2 separate regions of the Mus musculus genome follow, and region 2 is linked to region 1. Evidence: chromatin contacts called from public promoter capture Hi-C data. All regions are on one chromosome and are shown on one strand. The core of a region is the stretch at or near the end of the contact, and the rest is flanking DNA. Distances in the headings are between cores, read along the strand shown.

Region 1 (3,500 bases), core at 361-2,860:
TTTGGAGAACTTAGGGGGCTCAGTGAAAAGAGGCTGTCAGGGGTGACATGTTTCTGAGCAAAACCCGGGGTGGGGGGCTGGGTTTGTAGAACCTCACTATGACTGGTTCTCCTGGCTTATGTTCTATCGGTTCCTCTTCTATGCCCTGCCCTCTGACCTTGACCTTGACCTTGAGATCCTAGTATGAGACTTGACTTAGGTCATAGGCACAATGACTGACAAAATACAAGAAGTTCCAGCTGAAGGCTTATGGTGCTTACAACATAGATCTTATGCCATACGTCAGGAAGGGAAAATGGTGGGAACCCAGTACCTATATGGACTATAGGAATGAGATTCCCACTGTAGATGAAGCTGCAGCTTTGACTTTTCTTTTCCTTTTTCTCTTTCTCCTACTTTTAGCAACACGGGATACTGTCCTTCCAAGAGAAGCAGTCCATTACCCATCTAACTTAGTGTCTGAATTGTGACGGCATTTGCCATTCTCCCTCCTCCAAGTGCCAGCACAGGCTGGCCTCCACAGAGACAGCGCTGAAACCCTGGCCTTCCTAAGCTTTGTTCTCAGAGTGCAGCTTGCTGAAGCCTCACTTGTAGAGTGTGCCTTACTAGTTTCCGGAGTGCTGCTGAGACTGCGGCTGCAGCTGCCCTGCGGATCACCCAGCCAGAGCTCAGTCCTTCATGTGTGAACCTTGCATCAGGCGGGCCAGACCCTGGGCTTTGGCTGGAAGCCCCCTGGACCCACTTAAAGCACTGTTCATAATTTTCCTGGTCTACTTACCTACTCCTTCTTTTTGAGGACTACCTCTGTCTTAGCTTCACCAACTCTCAGCCATCAGGGGGGCTGTAAGCCTCTTGAACCCATTTAAACCACTGTTCATAATTTTCCTGGTCTGCCTGCCTACTGCTTCTATTTGAGGACTACCTCCATCTCAGCTTCACCAACTCTCAGCCATCAGCCAAATTATTTCTCTATAAAGGGAAAGGCTTTCCTCTACACATGACCCGAGCCATGATAACGAAGGAGAATTTCGGAGCATGTTGCTCACTTTCCTGGAGCTCTCTCTGCTCATGGAGGCCCTTCAGCATCCCTAGGATCATCCCTACCATCTGACTTAAACTAGATGACTGCATCTTAAACTTTCCCCCCGGCAGTCCTGCGTGTGGAACCCTCTGACACTACAAGAGCGGAGGAGGCTTCTCTCTAGTTCATCCTCTCTCTCCTGTTCCTTGGCTTAGAATCAAGCACACACGGGTGCTTGGTGAGGACTTGCTGAATTTATGGAACATAGGTGCAAACAGAGACTTCCATCTGCCTAGTGACTCAATGCAATCGCTCTCTGGCATGCTCATGGAGATAACTTCTGTCTCTCTTTGTTACCATGGGACAAAGTCAAGCTTAGCTCCTAATTTGTAGCTCCCGGAAAACACCAGCTTCCCCTTTCCAACCAGTGTCAGAAGGGAGCTAATACAGGGTAAACGTATAAAGTAAAACAAATAAAGACAGGCAAGTGAAGGTCCTGGAGTTGACTTGGAAACTTACACTGCTCATTCCCTTTGCCTCCAGCTGGACAACGGAACGTGGTGACATGAAAATTAAACCGTGCCAAGGGCTTTGGCTTGTCAGCCTCGATAAATGTCTGGCACAGATAGAGAAGCCTGCAACATTGGAACCTGGCTGAGCATATTGCAGGAGGCTTTGGGGATCCTCCAGAGGCCATATGTTCCGTGAACATCACCCACTTTTCTAAAGAGTTAGACTTATTCGCTCACTTTTTTTTGCAAAGCCTATCTGGTTAATTTAAATGGGGAGATGATTAAGAAAAAGCACTCTTTTCTTTGCAGCTAATATTGAGTCATAGAGGCAAGGAGGCTGTTAATTTTGAAGTGTTGCTGGGTAGGGCTTTCTGCTGATTGTGTTGCTATTGATTTGAACAGCCACAAGTCTTTAGGATCATTTTTAGAGCGAAGACATGAACAGGGCTGAAATGAAAATCAGTCCCAGATAATGAACACTCCTGCTTAGAAATCATTATGGACTGAGCCCTGCCAGGAAGGTGCTTAGCCTGGGGAGTTAGCACTTGCCACAGCAGAGGAGGAAGCCCCTGTGCTCAGTGATTACCCAGGTCTCTGGGTCTAGGCATCCAACCCTTAGGAATATTTGTCTGATTTCTTCAATTCAGAAATAACAAGTGGGATTTTGGTTGCTCATTTACCGGTTTCTTTTGCGTTTTCTCCAGTCTCCTGTGAACTTCTAAGAGAGCTTTAATGAAAGAACCCAGAGTTTTCCAGCTGTTCAATTCAAGGCAATGACCACTAGGGAGCTGTTGGGTGTTTTCTTTGGGGTAGAGGGATGGGGGAGGGATGGATGCTTTTTATGTATTGAGGGTGAGAGTCAGCCTCACATGGATCTGCCTAGTGGCTAGCTTTCTAGATGTCTAGCAGGCTAAGTTTTGAGTAGAAAATGAGAAATAAGAGAGTAAAAAGTTTATGACATGAAAATTCAATGAATTCAAGTAGCCCCTTTTTCCCTTCAGTCTCATAGATTAGTTTTACTGGAAAGTAGATGGCGGGACTAACTGGAGTGTTCCTTTGCTTGGGCACTGTATGAATCTGCTTCCATGGCACCAGGCAGGGTTTAGAAGAGTAACATTGAGAACAAATGGCCCTGCACAACCCTAAGGCTTTCTTTCCTCTCTGGATCTCTATAGATGGTTTGCTGATCTCTGGTACACGGGAAGGGGGCGCTGTTTTTCTAACAGTGGTTATCTCCATGGAGACTTGGTGGGTGTCCCTTGAGACAAACTCTCTTGTTAAGGTCAGAAAATTTGGTCTAAACTGTGAGTGGTCAAAATGAATGGTTAATTCAATAAAGTTCTCAGAAAGTTCTGCCACAGCAATCATAGTCCTTTGTACCTGTGTGACTTGGGGCCTTAGTCAGACTTACAGAATTTGCTTAAATCTACTTGAATACACTCAGGATTCCTTGAGACACTTCTTCAGTGGGTTTAATGGCTTTTCTCCACTGGGGAAACTCACTGGCATCCTCCTGCTTCTCCTCCTCCCAACCTTCTGAGTTACCTGAGACTCGCAGCCCACCTATCTTCAAGCTCTGAAGAGCAGACCCAGGTTGTCCATTTGGCAAGAAACGCAATGGACGAATCTATGGCCACACCTGTCAGTTCATTCTCTTCGGGGCGGAATCTGCCTTTCCTTGGTTGCTCACCTCTTCCTAGGGGTCCCATGGTGTCCAGGTCATCTGGGAACTTTGGTTTCAAGATACCATACTCTGGACACTGGGAAAAGCCAGTGTGATTAGTGCCTTGCATTCCTGGTCAGAGTAGTTGTTGGGAGGCCTATGCCTTGACCTACCACTCACCTGGATACCTGCTGAAGGTCACTATTTTATAACCACTCCTTCCTTGATCTTAACCAAGGTTAAGTGAGTGTTGGGAACAGAATAAAAGCCTGTTGTCCCAGGAATATCACTTAGATGCTTTGGC
Region 2 (4,020 bases), core at 315-2,814, 1.1 Mb after region 1:
AACTAGCACAGTAATGAAAGCCATTCAGGGACACCATTATGGAATTCCCATCCAACCCAGCACCTCCATCAAATAGTAAACAAACATCCAATAAACTTCAGCTTACAGTTATTCAGCAGTGAAATTGACTGATGGTCTTTAAAAGTGCCAAAGCCAAGAAAGGACTGACAGATTGGCTCAGAGAGGGAGCCGCCGAGGAGTCATGGAGGCTGAAGTAGCAGAAGAGCATGCTAAGGAGAACTGTTGAAATTCAGATGAGGGCAGTCGTGTAGTTAAAAGTATTAATAGCATTAACAGTAGCATTGACATTCTGGTCACCATGCTATGGCTGTGATGGGTATTACATTAGCGTTCAGGGAAGCTGTGGGTTTATGAATATCAATTAACATGGATTAATATTAATTAGCAATTTATTAATATTCATTAACTTTTCTGTGTTCAAAAAAAATAAAAAATAAAAACTTAAAAAAAACCACAGCCCTAGATGTAAGTGAAGTTGAAGCTGAAGGCTTGGGGGCAGGGGATACAGCTAGGCCTCACCTGTCTTCAGCACCTCCTCGCTCTAGTCTGCCAAAATGTCTGAATACCATTCAAGACACATCACCTTTTTAGAATTTTCAGTTCTTTTAAATTTTCATAAAAATAAGCATTGCATGTTAGCCATGCTCCCCCAATCCCACCCCTTGCCCCTTTCCCAATATGCATTTCTTCTAACTAAGCTTTTGGGTACATAAAGGTCCAATGAGTCTTGCCTCAGATATTTATGGAGGAGCACTGTCTATATTTGGGCTAGGATGAGGCAGACAAGACCTCTGTCTCCCTGGAGGTCAGAATTAGCCATCCGTGTCTTAATATAATGATAAAGACTAGTTTCTTAGTTAAATCAAGGTACTAAGGAAAAGAAAATTCACAACTCCATTTGAGAAAGGGCAGTCTACAGAGAAGCTTCTAGAAGTCCATAAAGCATGGCTCTGAAGCCAACAGGAGGAGGCACTAGACCAACTAAGAGAGGCAATATGTATGTGGTTGAGCTGAACTGGAAACGCAGCAGACAGCATCCAGAAGGCCCTGTTTGTGCGGCAGGTCCTCCCAAACATGAGAGGTGATGGAGGAACCTGAGGTGTCCAGTTTAAGCAACACTCCTAAGGCTGAGCCAGGGCACGTGGTCCAGCTGGGCCATGGACCTGGACAGTCCGGTGCCAGAGTCTGTGAAGGCACATGTATGCTCTCTGATGCCTCTTCCTGTGAGGACACACGGCCGCAGGAAGACAGGAGGGAGACACAGAGCCTGAGTTAGTCTGGACTTCTGTTCGGAAAAGCAACACGGAGGTGAGCAGGCAATAGACATGAATGACTACTCCGTTTTTTTCTCAGACTTGTCACTTAGGATCAGATTTCTGCCACGCCTTCCTTCTCATGTTACAGACGAGGATGGCCAGAGAAGACAGACTTCTGCAGTTTCAATTAGCAGGCAAGGTTGTAATCTTCTGGTTTATGGAGAGAGCCTTGAGCTCTGATACTATCTGCTCTGGGTCTCATCCTTAGCTGAGCATGCGCTGACTCTCCCTCCTACTTGCCCTCTACCTCGCTCTCCCTCCCTTACCCTCCCTCTCCCTTTCTCCATCTCTGCCTCCCTCTCACACACTAAGTTAATTATTTAATGCTCATAATATATATCTTGAGGATGGCATTTTGCAGCACTGAGCTTTAAACAGTGCGTGTTTAAATACATTTAATCCAATGAATATTTCAAGGCAATTAATCTCCACAGGGTGAAAGAATGATCAGATCTCCCAGCACATCATAATACTTTGGAATCAGCCGAGGGAATGATCTGCCGCCCCGCCGCCCCGCAGTGGGTTCAGGAAGATTCACTTAAAAGACTTTTAGAGCTGACTATCCGGTGTTAACCAGCAAGGACGTTGCTGAAGAGAAGGATTAAGGTGCCGCCTAGTGGTTGGTAGTGTCTATGCAAGGAGAGAAGGTGCTAGCATCTTGATTTTGAAGAGGACTCCTTTACAAATGTGTATATTTATATATACACTCACAAACCGACAGACACAGTCGTGCTTTACGTGAAATTTTGTGTGCTACATATGCTCATCCTTGTATGACCTGCTTGTGTGTGTGTGTGTGTGTGTGTGTGTGTGTGTGTGTGTGTGTGTGAACAAGAGTGGGTGAGAATTTCCATGGGTATGCTGGAGTGCTGCTGCTGAGATCTGGTAACCCTTCTCTGAGACATTATCATGTCTATCGCTGAATTTTTTGTTTGGGGAAATTTCCAAGATATGGTATTTGTTGTAGCCATGCTAGCCAACATTTTGAAGACACATGCACACATCCTGATATACACGCATAAATATTTACACAATCCGGTTTCTATTGATTTTAATGACAACTTGCCACAGATTAGAATCACCTGAGTAAGAAACCTCACTTGGAAGAGCTGGCTTGGTTGCCTTAATTGACATTGGAAGACCCACCCAGATTGTGGACCCAACCAATAAAAACCCAAATAAGAAGGGCGTGGCAGGGAGGATGCTATCTGGACTTTTGCTCTCTTGGCCTTCCCTCTTGATGATTTTGCCCCGTTGCTGTCATTGATTCTTCAGCTGATATCGGAACCAGTATTTCTGGGCTTCCATCCTGGACTAAGGACCAGTGGCTCTCAAAGAATGAGCAACTACCCTCTCCAATAGCAAACCATTGCTGTGAGGCTACCTGACTTCTGAGGCACCCAGTCTAAAGGACCTAGCCTCTACCAGGTTCTCAGCCTCTCAGGTGCAATTCTGTTGTTGCTATTTTAATTTATGTGCACGTAGGTGTGTGAGCACGCATAGACATATTCACGTCATTGACTGTTCTTCTAGAGCAGTAGCTCTCAACCTGTGAGTCCCAACACCCACAGGGGTTGCATATCAGATATCTTGCATATTAGATATTTACATTATGACTCATAAGAGTAGCAAAATTACAGTTATGAAGTAGCAGCACAATAATTTTATGGTTGGGGGCATCACCACAGCGTGAGGAACTGTATTAAAGGGTCCCAGCATCAGAAAAGTTGAGAACCATTGTTCTATAAGAACCCCGACTAAGGGGGAAAAATCCCACCTAACCTTGTCAGTCCTATGAGAGCTTAGTGTTTATTCATTCCATATTTCAGATAAAGAAAACTGAGGCTTGCCTGAGGTCACGTAGCTTGTCAAAATCAGGTCTGCTGGCCCCGGAACCCATCTTGCTAGCCTTCCTATTACACTGCCTTATGTTACATTCAGAGTGAACTTGGCTAGGCTAACAGTGTCAAATCAACTGATGGACATCACCCACCTACTAGACTCTGGTACTGTGCTTGGCACTGTTGGGGAACAAACACACACACTATGATGCCTAGTCCAAGATTGTGAAAGCTTTTCTTTAAAACTGGGCATGCTGGTAATGCATGCTGGTAAACTCAGTCCTCAGAAGGCAGAGGCAGGAGGTTTACTGCAAGTTCAAGGCAAGCCTGGTCTACTTAGTGAGTCCCAAGCCATTCAGGGCTGCATAATAAGACTGTGTCTCAAAAAAACAAAGCAAGCCGGGCAGTGGTGGCACACACCTTTAATCCCAGCACTTGGGAGGCAAAGGCAGGCGGATTTCTGAGTTCGAGTCCAGCCTGGGCTACAGTGTGAGTTCCAGGACGTCCAGGGCTACACAGAGAAACCCTGCCTCACCCCCCCCCCCAAGAAACAAAGCAAACAAACATACAAACAAAAAAGTCCCACTGGTTTCTTAATGATGTTATACAGTGTACTTACTGGCTGGTTTTGTGTGTCAAGTTGACACAAATTAGAATCATCAGAGAGGAAGGAGCCTCAGTTGAGGAACTGCCTCCATGGAGTAAGGTATTTTCTCAATTAGTGATGACAGACCATTGTGAGTAGAGCTATCCCTGGGCTGGTGGTCCTGGTTTCTATAAGAAAGCAGGCTGAGCAAGCCAGGGAAGCAAGCCAGTAAACAGCAGCCTTCCATGGGCTCTGC

What was found. Promoter capture Hi-C pulls out the DNA fragments that hold promoters and counts their contacts.
Region 2: a contact with region 1 is called in a promoter capture Hi-C map of hippocampal neurons, with 4 times the contacts expected there. The contact joins two enhancer-like sites. A contact is called at or near these places in 2 of 39 promoter capture datasets (cranial neural crest and hippocampal neurons) and 4 of 484 Hi-C or Micro-C datasets (cerebellar granule neurons, cerebral cortex, muscle stem cells and 1 more).

What each region holds. Positions count from the first base shown.
Region 1 is chr9:97,448,226-97,451,725 of GRCm38.p6, forward strand. All of the region lies in intron 17 of Clstn2 (calsyntenin 2), which reads right to left. Among named protein-coding and RNA genes, the nearest start is that of Gm25607, 10 kb to the left of the region's middle. Within about 2 kb of position 1,611, at least 9 of the 459 cell types and tissues checked have an H3K27ac peak or open chromatin away from gene starts, as enhancers often do. A contact at or near this core is called in hippocampal neurons, where this site is marked.
Region 2 is chr9:98,537,012-98,541,031 of GRCm38.p6, forward strand. No RefSeq gene overlaps it. Among named protein-coding and RNA genes, the nearest start is that of 4930579K19Rik, 25 kb to the right of the region's middle. Within about 2 kb of position 1,565, at least 36 of the 459 cell types and tissues checked have an H3K27ac peak or open chromatin away from gene starts, as enhancers often do. A contact at or near this core is called in hippocampal neurons, where this site is marked.